Regions from separate parts of the Mus musculus genome. Here region 1 is linked to region 2. The links are chromatin contacts, called in public HiChIP or PLAC-seq maps. All regions are on one chromosome and are shown on one strand. Each heading gives the region's core, a stretch centred on a gene start, on an enhancer-like site or on the middle of the called end of the contact. The rest is flanking DNA. Distances are from core to core; before and after follow the strand shown. Region 1 has its middle 11 kb from the start of Gm30706. Region 2 holds the start of Map3k9 (mitogen-activated protein kinase kinase kinase 9).

Evidence for each region. HiChIP or PLAC-seq counts read pairs in DNA pulled down with a chosen protein or histone mark.
Region 1: an H3K27ac HiChIP or PLAC-seq map of embryonic stem cells shows a contact between it and region 2, with 5 read pairs. The contact joins the enhancer-like site here to the promoter of Map3k9 in region 2. A contact is called at or near these places in 2 of 15 datasets of contacts at CTCF or cohesin (CD8 T cells and the NIH/3T3 cell line), 1 of 484 Hi-C or Micro-C datasets (embryonic stem cells), 4 of 115 datasets of contacts at active chromatin or transcription factors (CD8 T cells, embryonic stem cells and stem cell-derived anterior neural progenitor cells) and 3 of 9 other capture datasets (adipose tissue, liver and pancreatic islet).

The regions. Positions count from the first base shown.
Region 1 is chr12:81,815,710-81,821,842 of GRCm38.p6, reverse strand. No RefSeq gene overlaps it. Among named protein-coding and RNA genes, the nearest start is that of Gm30706, 11 kb to the right of the region's middle. Within about 2 kb of position 4,807, at least 74 of the 459 cell types and tissues checked have an H3K27ac peak or open chromatin away from gene starts, as enhancers often do. A contact at or near this core is called in adipose tissue, embryonic stem cells and stem cell-derived anterior neural progenitor cells, where this site is marked.
Region 2 is chr12:81,777,472-81,783,585 of GRCm38.p6, reverse strand. It overlaps Map3k9 (mitogen-activated protein kinase kinase kinase 9), which reads left to right and starts at 2,416. Exons shown (of 11, transcript NM_001174107.1): 1 at 2,416-3,096. The coding sequence starts at 2,712. Gm46366 (a long non-coding RNA gene) reads left to right here. Exons shown (of 3, transcript XR_001780649.2): 2 at 562-622; 3 at 1,037-1,566.

The DNA.
Region 1 (6,133 bases), core at 3,558-6,057, 36 kb before region 2:
TTACAATCTCCTTTTTATTTTCATTTTGTGTGTATGCATGAGTGCCTACATGCATACACGGTCAACACATATATCTTATGTCTGGGAAGGCCAGAAAAAGATGTCAGGTCCCCTGGAACTAGACTTAGAGGCAGTTATGAGCCACCTCATGTGGGTGCTGGGAACTGAACCTGGGTCCTCTGGAAGGGCAGCCCGTGCTCTTAACAGCTGTGCCCTCTTTTCAGTGCCTAAAATATCCTTTTTGATCTAGTGTTCTCCCCTCAGGATTTGTATGTATCTACAATGTGGCTTACATATTCATCTGTCTTTCATAAGATCTCCTACAGTGTGGTTTTTAAATTTTTAATATGTCACCCCAACACTCTAATATGTCTCATCACATGACTGGCTTTTAATATTAATATTTATTGATTGGTGACTGTATACATTCTTGTGACCAACTGATCAATGTTTCCTATTACTTACGTGAGCTCCACAAGAAGACGCAATATCAAGCCTTGATCATTCTAGTATTCTAGATGAGCAGAGGTCCCAGTGGGTCCCAGAGAATCAGTAAGTGGTGTATTTTTTTAACTAAACAATTGGAAATAATTGGCAGATGGAATTGATTGGAATGGAGCAAGATTACACACAGATGACCTTACAGTTACAATGCTGTGCAAACAGCCCTTGCGTTAGCCTTAGTGTCACATAGGATTTTGCTGAAAGTCATTCCTCATAGACCCTCAGAGTCTGTTGAGTTGAACGACACACAGTAAAGTGTACAGGGACGGATGTGAAACTCAGCTTGGAGTTTGGCTTCTAAAGTCAATATGGATGGTGATACTTATGTATAGAAAGAGTCACTGGAAACCCTTTGAATCACCCACATGGTGCAGATCACACCGTTTTATGCATTCTGTGCCATCTCACTAAGTTCAGCACAGCCAGCTCTCCCTCTGAAGTCTAACAGATGGCCCAGGCTGTGTCTTTGGTTGAGAACCAGCTGAAGTCTTTGGCTTGAATTTAAGGGCCATATTGTAGGAATGGGGCGGGGGTTACAGCTACATGTATATTCATCTGGATTTTCTTTTGCTGAGCATATAGTTGAATTCAAACAACTTAAATGTTTCTGTACTGTAACTCCATTGTACCATTTGGTATAATTGTTGTCAGGTCCCCTTCACGTTTGTCATGGATGCAAGGCCTCACCCGGGGAGGGAGGTAGAAAACAACCCCCTTGGAGCCATTGACACAGTTGGTATGACAACTAGCAGAATGTCACCATAATGATTCTACAAATTAAAGAAAGAAGGGGGAAAAAAAAAACCAGTCTCAATTGTACACAGGCTGTAAATCCCTGAAAAGAAAGAAAATGTACACAATGCTAACACTATGCTGACTGCTAGGTATTCGCTCTCTGTCTCTGTCTCTGTCTCTGTCTCTGTCTCTGTCTCTCTCTCTCTCTCTCTCTCTCTCTCTCTCTCTCTCTGTGTGTGTGTGTGTGTGTGTGTGTGTGTGTGTGTGTGTGTGTGTGTGTGTGTTTGAAGAGGGTATCAGAATCCCAGCCATCCTGTGGTGATTCTTTAGAACATCCAACCAGGCAGGCATATAGGTTTGGCCCATTGACTGAACAAACACACTGAGCCACAACACAAAGAAGACACTCTGAGCCCAGCATCTGATGGGACACCCTTCTCTTCTTCCCTAGAAGTGTCTTTCAGGCCATACAAGTCTGCCTTGCTGGGATGCTGGAGACCTCTCTGTCTACCTCACTGAAATAACTAGTGTCTTTATCTAGGGAGAAAAAAAAAACAGTAAGAGTAAAGCAACTGAGCCAAGAGTTCTGCATTATGATTCTTGCTTTATTGGCAGGGTTGGGAAGATAAATTTCAATTTCAGCGGGGCTTACGAATTATCATGAACTACCCAGTCAAAGGGTAGAAGTAACTGTGGTCACCTCCTGTCTCTCTCTTGAATACATTCTTTACTTGGTGGCTTAGTTCCTACCTTTAATAACTGCTTTCCCTCAGCCAGTTTTCCCTGGGAGGACACCTTCATTTCCTGGGACAAGAAGACTGGAATATTCCATCTCTCTCACTGTGTACTCTTCCTCGTGTTTTATGTTTTCTTTTAGCTTCATTAGGTCTCTCTCTCCCCCCCCCCTCTCTCTCTCTCCCTCTCTCTCTCTTTCTTTCTCTTTCTCTCTGCTACTTCCACTCACCCCCAATCATATTTGACTATTGACCATACCACATGTAGCCAATATTTATGTTTTCTGGTATTTCCCCTTTGTCTAAGTTCCTTTTCTCTTGCTGTGAAGATCCATCATGACCAGGGGAAGTTAGAAAAAAGAACATTTAATTGACGGCTGGCTCACAGCCTCAGAGGAAGAGTCTATGACTGTCCTTGTGGCAGGGAGCATGGATGTAGGCAGGCATGGCGCTGGAGCAGTAGCTGAGAGCTTACAGCTCCTTGAAGCCTTGCATGGTTCTGTGTACAGACCAAGCATTTGTAATTCATACTGTTGATAATTTGGGGGAATGCAGAAATCTCAGAGTTGCACAGCGGAATGAGACAGTAAGGCTGGCACAGGCTTTTTAAACCTCCAAGGCAGACACATCTCCTCTGACATAGCCACACCTTCTAATCTCTCCCAAAATAGTACACCAGCTATTTTAATAGTACACACACTCAAATACATGAGTTTATGGGGGCCATTCTCATTCGGACCACCACACCGGACCTATCTTTTCTGTCTCCTTTTCCCAGGATCCTGGTTTATCCTACCACTGACATCTGTGTACACAAGGAACAAAGGACTCCAGGTTGACCACACTGATGGCAGAGAAAGAGGAAGAGGTGTGGCATTTCTGTAATTCACGGTTCTATGTAACAAAACTGGTTCTTGGGATCTCCCTTTAGCTTTCCTCTTGGGACTCAACTAGTAAGCAGCATCGCCAAGAGCTGCATCTGGGACAGGTAGGCTCCAAACCACCTACTGGTTCTGTTTCATCCCACCACGCACTGTGTACAGCAAAATGTCATTCAGAGGAGGTAGTGGGCAGCAGTAATGATCATCCATTGTTAAATGGTCTCATGTGTGAATAGATAGATCCCATGAATGAGTCCTCAAGATCTGTGTGAATGGATAGACTCCTGTATGATTCTCTATGTGGGTCTGGGAGTGTGACTTTGGAAAGAGGAGCCAGACCAAATAAAAGAGTCCCCCCCCCAAAAAAAAAAACAAACCATCAACGTATGAATTACAAATGCTTTTGTCTGTGCACAGAACCATGCAAGACTTCAAGGAGACCAGACCATCCAATCAGATGACACTTAAGAGACTACATGTGTTGTAACAGGCAGGACACCTCTTGGCAATACAGAGTACACTTACACTGGACAACTTATTAAGATGTTCAGGGACTAATCTTATAAAAGTGACAGAATGGATGGAAAACAAATGTGCAACTGTGTAAAAACCCAACATATGGGGTGAGCAGAAAGGCCAGGTTGCTGTTGCAAGAAGAGTAGGCTGCAAGAAGATGTTCCCCTCCCCTTACTGAAGTTGTGATCTTCAGTATGGAGAAGTAGCCAACCATGGTGACCCATCATCAGGAATGGCCACAAAGATAAGCATGTCATTCTTTGTATTTTCTCATCTCTTGAAGATGCTTGCAGCTAGCCCCAAGCAAAAGATATTTAACCCATAAAAACCAGCTGCCCAGACACAGCAGGGAATGAAGAAAGCCAGAGTGTCTCTCAAAGGGCAAAGGAAAGACCGTGTTGTAAACTGACACACTGTGGGCTGGAGAGATGGCTCAATGGTTAAGAGCACTGACTGCTCTTCCAGAGGTCCTGTGTTCAATTCCCAGCAACCACATGGTGGCTCACAACCATCTATAATGGGAACTGATGCCCTCTGAAGATAGCTACAGTGTACTCATAGAAATAACATAAATAAATTTTTAAGGAAAAAAGAAAGTCCAAAAAAAAAAAAAAAGAAAAGAAAAGAAAACAAACCAAAAAAACATAAAACCAAAACCAAAACAAAAGCTGGGTATGGTGGTGCATGCCTTTAATCCCAACACTTGGGAGGCAGAGGCAGGCGGATCTCTGAGTTCGAGGCCAGCCTGGTCTACAGAGTGAGTTCCAGGACAGCCAGGGCTACACAGAGAAACCCTGTCTCAAAAAACCAAAAACCAAACCAAACCAAACCAAAATAAAAAACAAGAGAGAAGGAGAGAGAGAGAGAGAGAGAGAGAGAGAGAGAGAGAGAAAGAGAAAGAGAGAAACAGCTTTATATATATATATATATATATATATATATATATATATAACCTGATGCACTCTTGTTTAGGTATATTTTAGCGGTCACAAATGGCAAGAGTAAATGATTTGTTTAGTAGTATTCTCACTACGCAGTAGCATGTTTATACGTCATGATCTCCTTTTATTAGGTTAGAGTCACATGAAGCATTGAACTAGCCTGGCTCACACTGGGTGAGCTGAGCAGGAGGGAGGAGCATTGCTTTCAGCCCGCCCCCTTTCTGCTGAGCAGGGGGAGGAGCATTGCTTTTTGTCCGCCCCCTTTCTGCTTTGGAGCTTTGCTCCACTGACCTGGATTTTTCTCCGTGCCCAGTTCCATCATTTTAAAAGACTCTTACTTTTCCTCTTTCCTTTCTTCCAACAAACAAACAAACAAACAAGCAAACAAACAAACCCAGAGCAACAGCAACAACAACAAAAGGCTGGACTCACACCTCCATTCACACACGCTTGGGAATACTGCATCTGGCGGTGTTTCAAGGATCCCTGCCCCCCACCCCCTTCCGCTCTCTAGAAAGAAAACCAAAAGGGTAAATGTGGGGGAGGGATTGGATAAGAACACTGTCTTCCTGGAATTTGAAGCTCTTTGTGGATCGCAGAAGTCACTGGGGAGAAACAATGAGCTCAGGGACTGAAGGAAATGGTTTGGCTCCCATCTGTCCCCAGTCATCCAGGGAGGAATGTTTGTTTTGTTTTGTTTTGTTTTTTTAATTTTGTTTCCATTGTTGTACAGGTCGCTACCAAAGATGTTGCTTTTCTCCTCAGAGATCATATGGGTAAGGCAGGGAGTCGTGACAAACTCACACCGCACTAAGCCAAGGAGGCAATGGTAAAACCCAGGGGAGAAAGGCAGAGGCAGAGAGAAACTGATCTTTGGTTAGGACCCAGCACATTCTCCGGGTTCTGACTTGAACAAACAGCTCACAAAAGGCTTTTCTGCTAGGAGTCTGTGGGATTGGGTGAGCCAATGGGATTTACATTTTCACTCAGTGGGCAAAATCAAGATGGGTTTTGTATAGACACAGGGAGCCGGTTAGTGAATGAACAAGACTTTGGCTTCTCTAGCCTGAAAGTGTGGGGTTACATGCTTGAGTATGGCTGCCTGACAAACAGACCCGTGTGTGTGTGTGTGTGTGTGTGTGTGAGTGTGTGTGTGTGTGTGTGTGTGTGTGTGTGTGTGTGTGTGTGTGTGTCTGAGCTCCTGAATTTGTATTCCTGGCATTGTAAAGAATCCCCAGGAACATTCTTTCTCTACTGCATTGGTTCTCAACCTTCCTAAGGCTGTGACCCTTTAATACAGTCATGCTGGGGTGACCTCCAACCATAAAACTATTTTGTTGCTACTTCATAACCGTAATTTTGCTACTGTTATAAATTGGAATATAAATACTTGATATGTGGGATGTCTGATATGCAGCTCCCATGAAAGGGTTTTTAAATCCTCAAGGAGGTCACGCCCATCAGGGTGAGAAACACTGCTTTGCTGGCTATTGTGTGCCGCACAAGAACAAGCTAGTGGGGTTCCTATCCATGGTCCTTCCTCCTCTTTTTTTTTTTTTAAAGATTTATTTATTATCATATCTAAGTACACTGTAGTTGTCTTCAGACACAGATGAAGATCTCATTACGGATGGTTGTGAGCCACCATGTGGTTGCTGGGATTTGAACTCAGACCTTCAGAAGAGCAGTCAGTGCTCTTAACCGCTGAGCCATCTCACCAGCCCTGCTCCTTCCTCTTACAGGTGGTTCAATGTACATGTTGTAAGGTCTTGTGTTCTCTCTCTCTTAAATTAATCTATGAATTGAATGTTGTTCCTACTAA
Region 2 (6,114 bases), core at 1,167-3,666:
GAACCATTTCCCTGGCCCTGTGATAACCTTGGTCTGCTAAACAAAACCCAGACTTCCTAGGCTTATAGCCAAGCCAGCCACCAGGTGTGACTGTCCAGAGAGGTGACTAGCTATGTGCCAGGCGTTCTGAGACGCCAGGAAAGCTATAAGGAACAAGTCAGACCGGTTGCTGCCCTTATGGCAAACACCTTTGTTATTAAATCATTTCAAATGATCAATTAAATAATTATTAATGTGAATCAAATAGCTACCAAGCCTTCTGCAACCCAACCTCAGTAGGTTTCCAGCATTCTTTCTTATCCTCTTCCCCCCCCCACCCCCCGTACCTCTCTGGGACCGGTTCTGTTTCTGCTTCTCTACCATGAAGCCCTGCTAGGCAACTGTGGTCTGAAGGATCTTCCCTAGTTTGAGTTCTTAGCACTTATCCATTCAACAAATATTTAGAGAGTGACTTTTTGGAATGTTTGGTGAGTGACTCTTCATGAGGCTCTAAGCACTTGCTGGAGCATTAAATATTTAAATTGAGCAGGGCATTCTTTTTTTTTTTTCTTTTACTCTTAGGGAGCCAGGACTATTCTCATCTGCTCCTCCAGGGAGAAGAGGTGTGTGGAAATGGCCACGCGTGAGTAGGGGAGAAAAATGACAATTCAAAAAGCTGCAATCCATCAATAATTGTACGACTTGAAGACCCAGTTAACATCCTCCTTTCCAGTTTTCATCTTTGTAAAACCATTCTCTGTGCTTGAGTGCTTTGCCTGTGTGCGCGCCATGTGCATTCCTAGTGCCCATAGAGACCAGTCAAGTATGTCATTTCCCCTGAAGTTACAGGAGGTGCCATAGTGGGGGATGGGAACGGAATCTGGGTCCTCTGGAGAAGTCAATGCTCTCAACCACCAAGCCATCTATCTCTACAGCCCCTCCAGGGTGTGTGTGTGTGTGTTATCTACTTTGTAAGACTCCTTTCTCACACACATGAAAATTTTATTAAATAAAATATTTGTTTAAACACTATTTTCCCTTTCCCATCCTCTTGTAGGCAGAGTGGCTTCTATCAAGAGAATCTATCCAGACTCACGCATGTATTTCCCAGTTTACTGACCCTCCCAGGAATTGAACATGTTAGACCCTCCTATAAACTTGACTGCGTTAGGGGATTTACTTCCGGATCTCCGTCCCCAGGACTGTCTGGATGCTCCTTGAACAGTACCATCTCATCCCTTTCCCAAGACCTTAAATGTGCACAGTGTCTCCCTTTACAATGTAGTCACAGCCCCTTGCAAATCACTGGATGTCCAAAACTAAAACACAGGAGGCTTTTCCCTCCACGGTCTTCACTTCAAGGATAAACAGATGGCACCTGCCCAAGGTCATGTAGCTGCCTCGCTATTTTTTCAAATTGCTCCAGTTTGCCTAATATTAAACTTCAAATTAAAATGAAACAAAAATGGTCTGGTGGGGCACATTGGCACACGCCTGTAATCCCAAGACTTGGGCAGTTGAGGCAGCGAGATAATGAGAGGCCAGTATGGCCTACCCAGTAAGATCTTGCTTCAAAACCACAAATGAGCAAATAAACAATGAAGTACTGACTCTTGTTACACAAATCACATCAATGCCTGTCTTGGAAATACAGTTTGGTAGTTACCATGGCTGAAATATGGAAGCCATTGCTATGACAGGCTTAAAAACATGTAAAAGAGGTTAAGGTCCTTGGGGGTGGTGGCGGCAGGTAACAAAAAGACATAGCATAGGTCAGCCCTTGCCCAAGAATGGCAGGCAGCACCCGCCTTTACTCCTTTAGTCTTTGGAAACTGGGTATCCAGTCACCAGGGTCCTAGATATAGCCAGTTTCACAAGGCAAGCGCAAACTAGCTGGTTCCGCATGACTTCCCGAGCCTGCGGAAGCCCCACTAGGAGACCTCCCCTTTCGGAATTCTAATAACAATGGCCAGGAACTTCTTCTTACAAAGATGAACACAGTCTTCATTAAGGCCAGCAGAGCAATCGAAAGAGTTCTTCCATCGCTAGCCATAAGGTTCCGGGGTGTGAGTGTGTGCGTAGCGGCGACAGTGGACGTAAGCTGGTCCCCGTGGCCAAATAGGGGAACAGCAGATCCATCTGAACCGGGAATTGGCGCAGCCCGTAGGACCAAACGGCGCGGACAAAAGACAGAGGGCTCCGCAGCCCGCTCGGACTGTCCGAACGCACGCTGGGTCTCACCTTCGGGAGCCACCCAATGAGGTCTCAGCCACCCTCAGGAGACGGACAGCCGCGGCGGGCCAATGGGAGGATGGGTTGGCTGTGGAGGCGGGCCCATCCTGGAGGCCCCGCCCCCGGGTCCGCAGGGCTGGGGCGGAGCCAGGCTCGCGTCAGGTGGTCCCGGGCGTGCGGGAGGCGGGGCGCACGGGGCGGGGAGGGGAGGGAGCGGCCAGCGGGCGGCGGGCACGGGCGGCACGAGCAGGTGGGAGCCGCCGAGGGGCGAGGCCGCCCGCGGGGGCGCCAGGCGGCCGGGACTGCGCCGCGCCCCTGTCCGCGGTGCGCGCTCGCGGTGCGCACCGGGCGTCCTCGACTCTCGCGCGCCCAGCCTGCTCGGGCCCTACCTGCGGCGGCCGTCGGGGGCGCGGAGCCCCCAGCGCTGCCGAGCCGCATGAACAATAGGCGGCGGCGGCTCCCGCGGGCGGCCGCCCCGCACCCTATGGACCAGCCGCTCCATGGAGTCCTCCAGATCGCTTCTCGGCTGCCTGGCGAGTGCCACTGCCGCCCCGCCGGGGGACGATGCCACGGGCGCTGGGGCCGAAGAGGAGGAGGACGAGGAGGAGGCGGCGGCCGAGCTGGGATCTCACGCCGCGCTGCCCTACTGGACGGCTGTGTTCGAGTACGAGGCGGCGGGCGAGGACGAGCTGACCCTGCGGCTGGGCGATGTGGTAGAGGTGCTGTCCAAGGACTCGCAGGTGTCCGGCGATGAGGGCTGGTGGACCGGACAGCTGAACCAGCGGGTGGGCATCTTCCCCAGCAACTACGTGACCCCGCGTAGCGCCTTCTCCAGCCGCTGCCAGCCGGGCGCCGAGGACCCCAGCTGCTACCCGCCCATTCAGCGTAAGAAGGCGGGCACCGGTGCCCGGTGGGGACGGGGGGCTGAGGCCTAAGGATGGGCGAAGAGCAGTCCCGAGTGGGGAGCGACTGGCCCGGGCATGGGTGGGCACTTTGGCTGCAGGGGCTTTAGCTGGTGCTACCCAGAAGCTCCAGAGTCGCAGGCCCTGCCTGGAACACCGGGCTTCTTCACCGTCATCTGACTCGCTCAAGTAGCAACTCTTGAAACCCTAGCAGGAGTCTCCTTACGTCCCAACCCCTTACCCCCCCCCGCCCCCCCCGCCCCTTGTGCCCCTCCAGATCTGGAAGGGTTTTGGAGAGCAGGTGGTTACTGTCACCAGTAACCTTAGTTCCCTAATCAAGGACCCGGCGGACCTTTTCTGTTTCTTGTCTCCGCCTCTTAAAGGTATTTGTCTAGAGAGGAGTGGAGGTGCCTCCCGCCTGCCTGGGCAGGTTCACAAGTCCCGGAAGCGTGTGTGAACTCAGGAGTCAGGTGCCTTTGAAATCTCGTGTTGGTTTCTTGGGTTCTCGTACTGTATTTCAAAGTTGTACCCTGAGGAATCTTGCCGAATATTATGTTAGGAAAGGTGTGTACAAGGGGAGGGGGCAAAGTTATGAGTGGAGAAATAATTAGAGGGAGAAAGTATGTCTGTCCCTCGTGGGAGTTCAGGATCAGCAGGTACAGTGGCTAAGTCCTTGTCCCATACAGCCATACTGTTCACACAACACATTTTTTTTTTCCACCCTAGATCCTTGCCTATATTTGGCATTGGCCAAATCTCAGGGGCCAGGACCAGGGTTCCCTCCCAGGGCCTTTCTCCCTGTGTCCTGGTTTTCACCAATTTCCCAGGAACCGTTCCATGTTCCTAGCAAAACCCACCCACTCTCTCTCTCTCTCTCTCTCTCTCTCTCTCTCTTTCTTTCTTTCTTCCTTTCTTTCTCTTTCTTTCTTTCGAGTTAAATTGCCATTGTAATTTCTTAATCACTTGTATATTCTTGATTGGTTTAGAAGATGGCAGTCTCTCTAAGTGCAGTTTATAGCGTTTAAGAATTTCCATAATTCCAGTTAGAAGGCATTCTTACATATATGGTAGCAGTTTGTTCCTTGTCTTATGTACTTGATTTAAAAAAGAGAAGCCATTACAAAGGGCTAACTTTGAGTGTTTAGTTTTAAATTTTCATCTATGATAGTTATCTGTTACTTATTTTTACATGAACAATTATTTTAATGAATAATTACATTACTTTAAGATGATTTTGAAATAGAATGGCAGCTTCTTGTTTTCTTCTTTTCCCTTTGGCCTTTTGACTGTCAAGCGATTCAGGTCTTTAGTTTTCCTTAGACATATCCCCTTTCATTCAGTTTCTTGTTTATACATTTTGATGTTTATAATGCCCAAAAATGGCAGGCAAGTTGTTTTAGATTGCTTTTGAGTGCTACAGATTTTTGGCAATGCTGGTAAGACAGAGACCAATGAAGGGGCCCAACATGGTGTTTGGAATTAGTGCTGGAGATGAGCTTGACCATATGTTGAAAGACATGAATAATCTGATATATTAGGAAACACAGTGTGTTGGTTTGTTTAGTTTTGGTTTTCTGAGACAGAGTTTCTCTGCCTAGTACTGGCTGTCCTGGAACTCGCTCTGTAGACCATGCTGGCCTCAAACTCAGAGATGTACCTCCTTCTCTGCCTTCTGAGCGCTGGGATTAAAGGCGTGCACCACTACCTGGCTACAGCATCCTCCAGCTGAGAGTGGGTGGAGTTCAGTGATGCTGTTTTAGGGACAGCTAACATGAGAATGTACAAGTTACGTGACGTTCATGAACAACAGCCTGTGTGGTTTCCTCAGCGTCTTGTGCTCCTGGCTGTCACAGCAGTCAGGAGCCAACATGACTTAGGTTAAAAGAACCTTTCCACGGAGTGCCAGACATGTCAACAGTGTGCTTCATTCAGAGATGAATCCCTGTAATGTGGCCAGGACTTACCTGTCATATGTCAGTGCATAGGGTGGATTCCTGAATCTGGATCCCAGATGGGAGGACCTTGTGCTTGTGGAAGGAATTCACTTGAGGAGCTTGGCGTGGAAAGCTCTGGTGAGGGTTCTACCTTCAGCTTACTTGTGACTGGCCTGCTTGAGAGCTCATGAAGCTCCAGTCCAAAGCTCTTTCCTCAGTAGTTGCTGAGTGGTGGCTACTAAGTATCAAGGATGGAAGGAGTAAAGGGAGGCTAGGAGTGAGGCTAGTCAAGGAACCATAACATCACAGTGGTGCTTTGAGAAGGCAGGAGTGTCTCACCTGCTTGCTCTTCCCACCAGTTGAGTTTGTGTCACTCAGAAAACAAAGATGATTGACAAGCTTGTCCCCCGGGATCAGGAGTAGAAAAGCCTGATGACAGGAACACGTCCCCAGAGCTGCCCTTTTGAACTTCCCCTCTGGGGCTTACAGCCTGTGGTAGGTTCAGAACTGTGAATGGAATACCTAAGTCTAGTCAAGCAGGGAGAGTCAGGCTTGGTTTTATGGTATTGTTTTCACGTGAAACTTTTGCTTCAAGCTTTATTCAGAATAGAAGGGGAAATTAATCTTTGGTCAAAGAAAAAAATATTCTCATGATACCTAAGCTATTTTACATTCTACTTTTAACCCCCACCTGGTGTAGGTACCAGGGGTTGGCTGTCCATGGATGACAAATCTATATAACCTGGGTGCCCTCTCATCTCTCAAACTTTGTAATACAAGGTGAAAAATATAAAGTCCTAGTTAGTCACCCATGGAGATACATAACTCTTAACATGTTTCATCTACTCTAGTGTTAGTCTATTTGCAACACAGAATTAAGGCCACTTAATTTACATTTGTTTTTCCTGAATTCCCTACAAATGTAAGGATGTATTTTTAGATATGTCTAAGGCTTGTGTGTTTATGTGTTTGTGCATATATATATGTATATATATATATATATGAATGGTGTGTGTACATGTGTTTGTGCATATTCATATATATATATGAATGGTATGTTCATATAT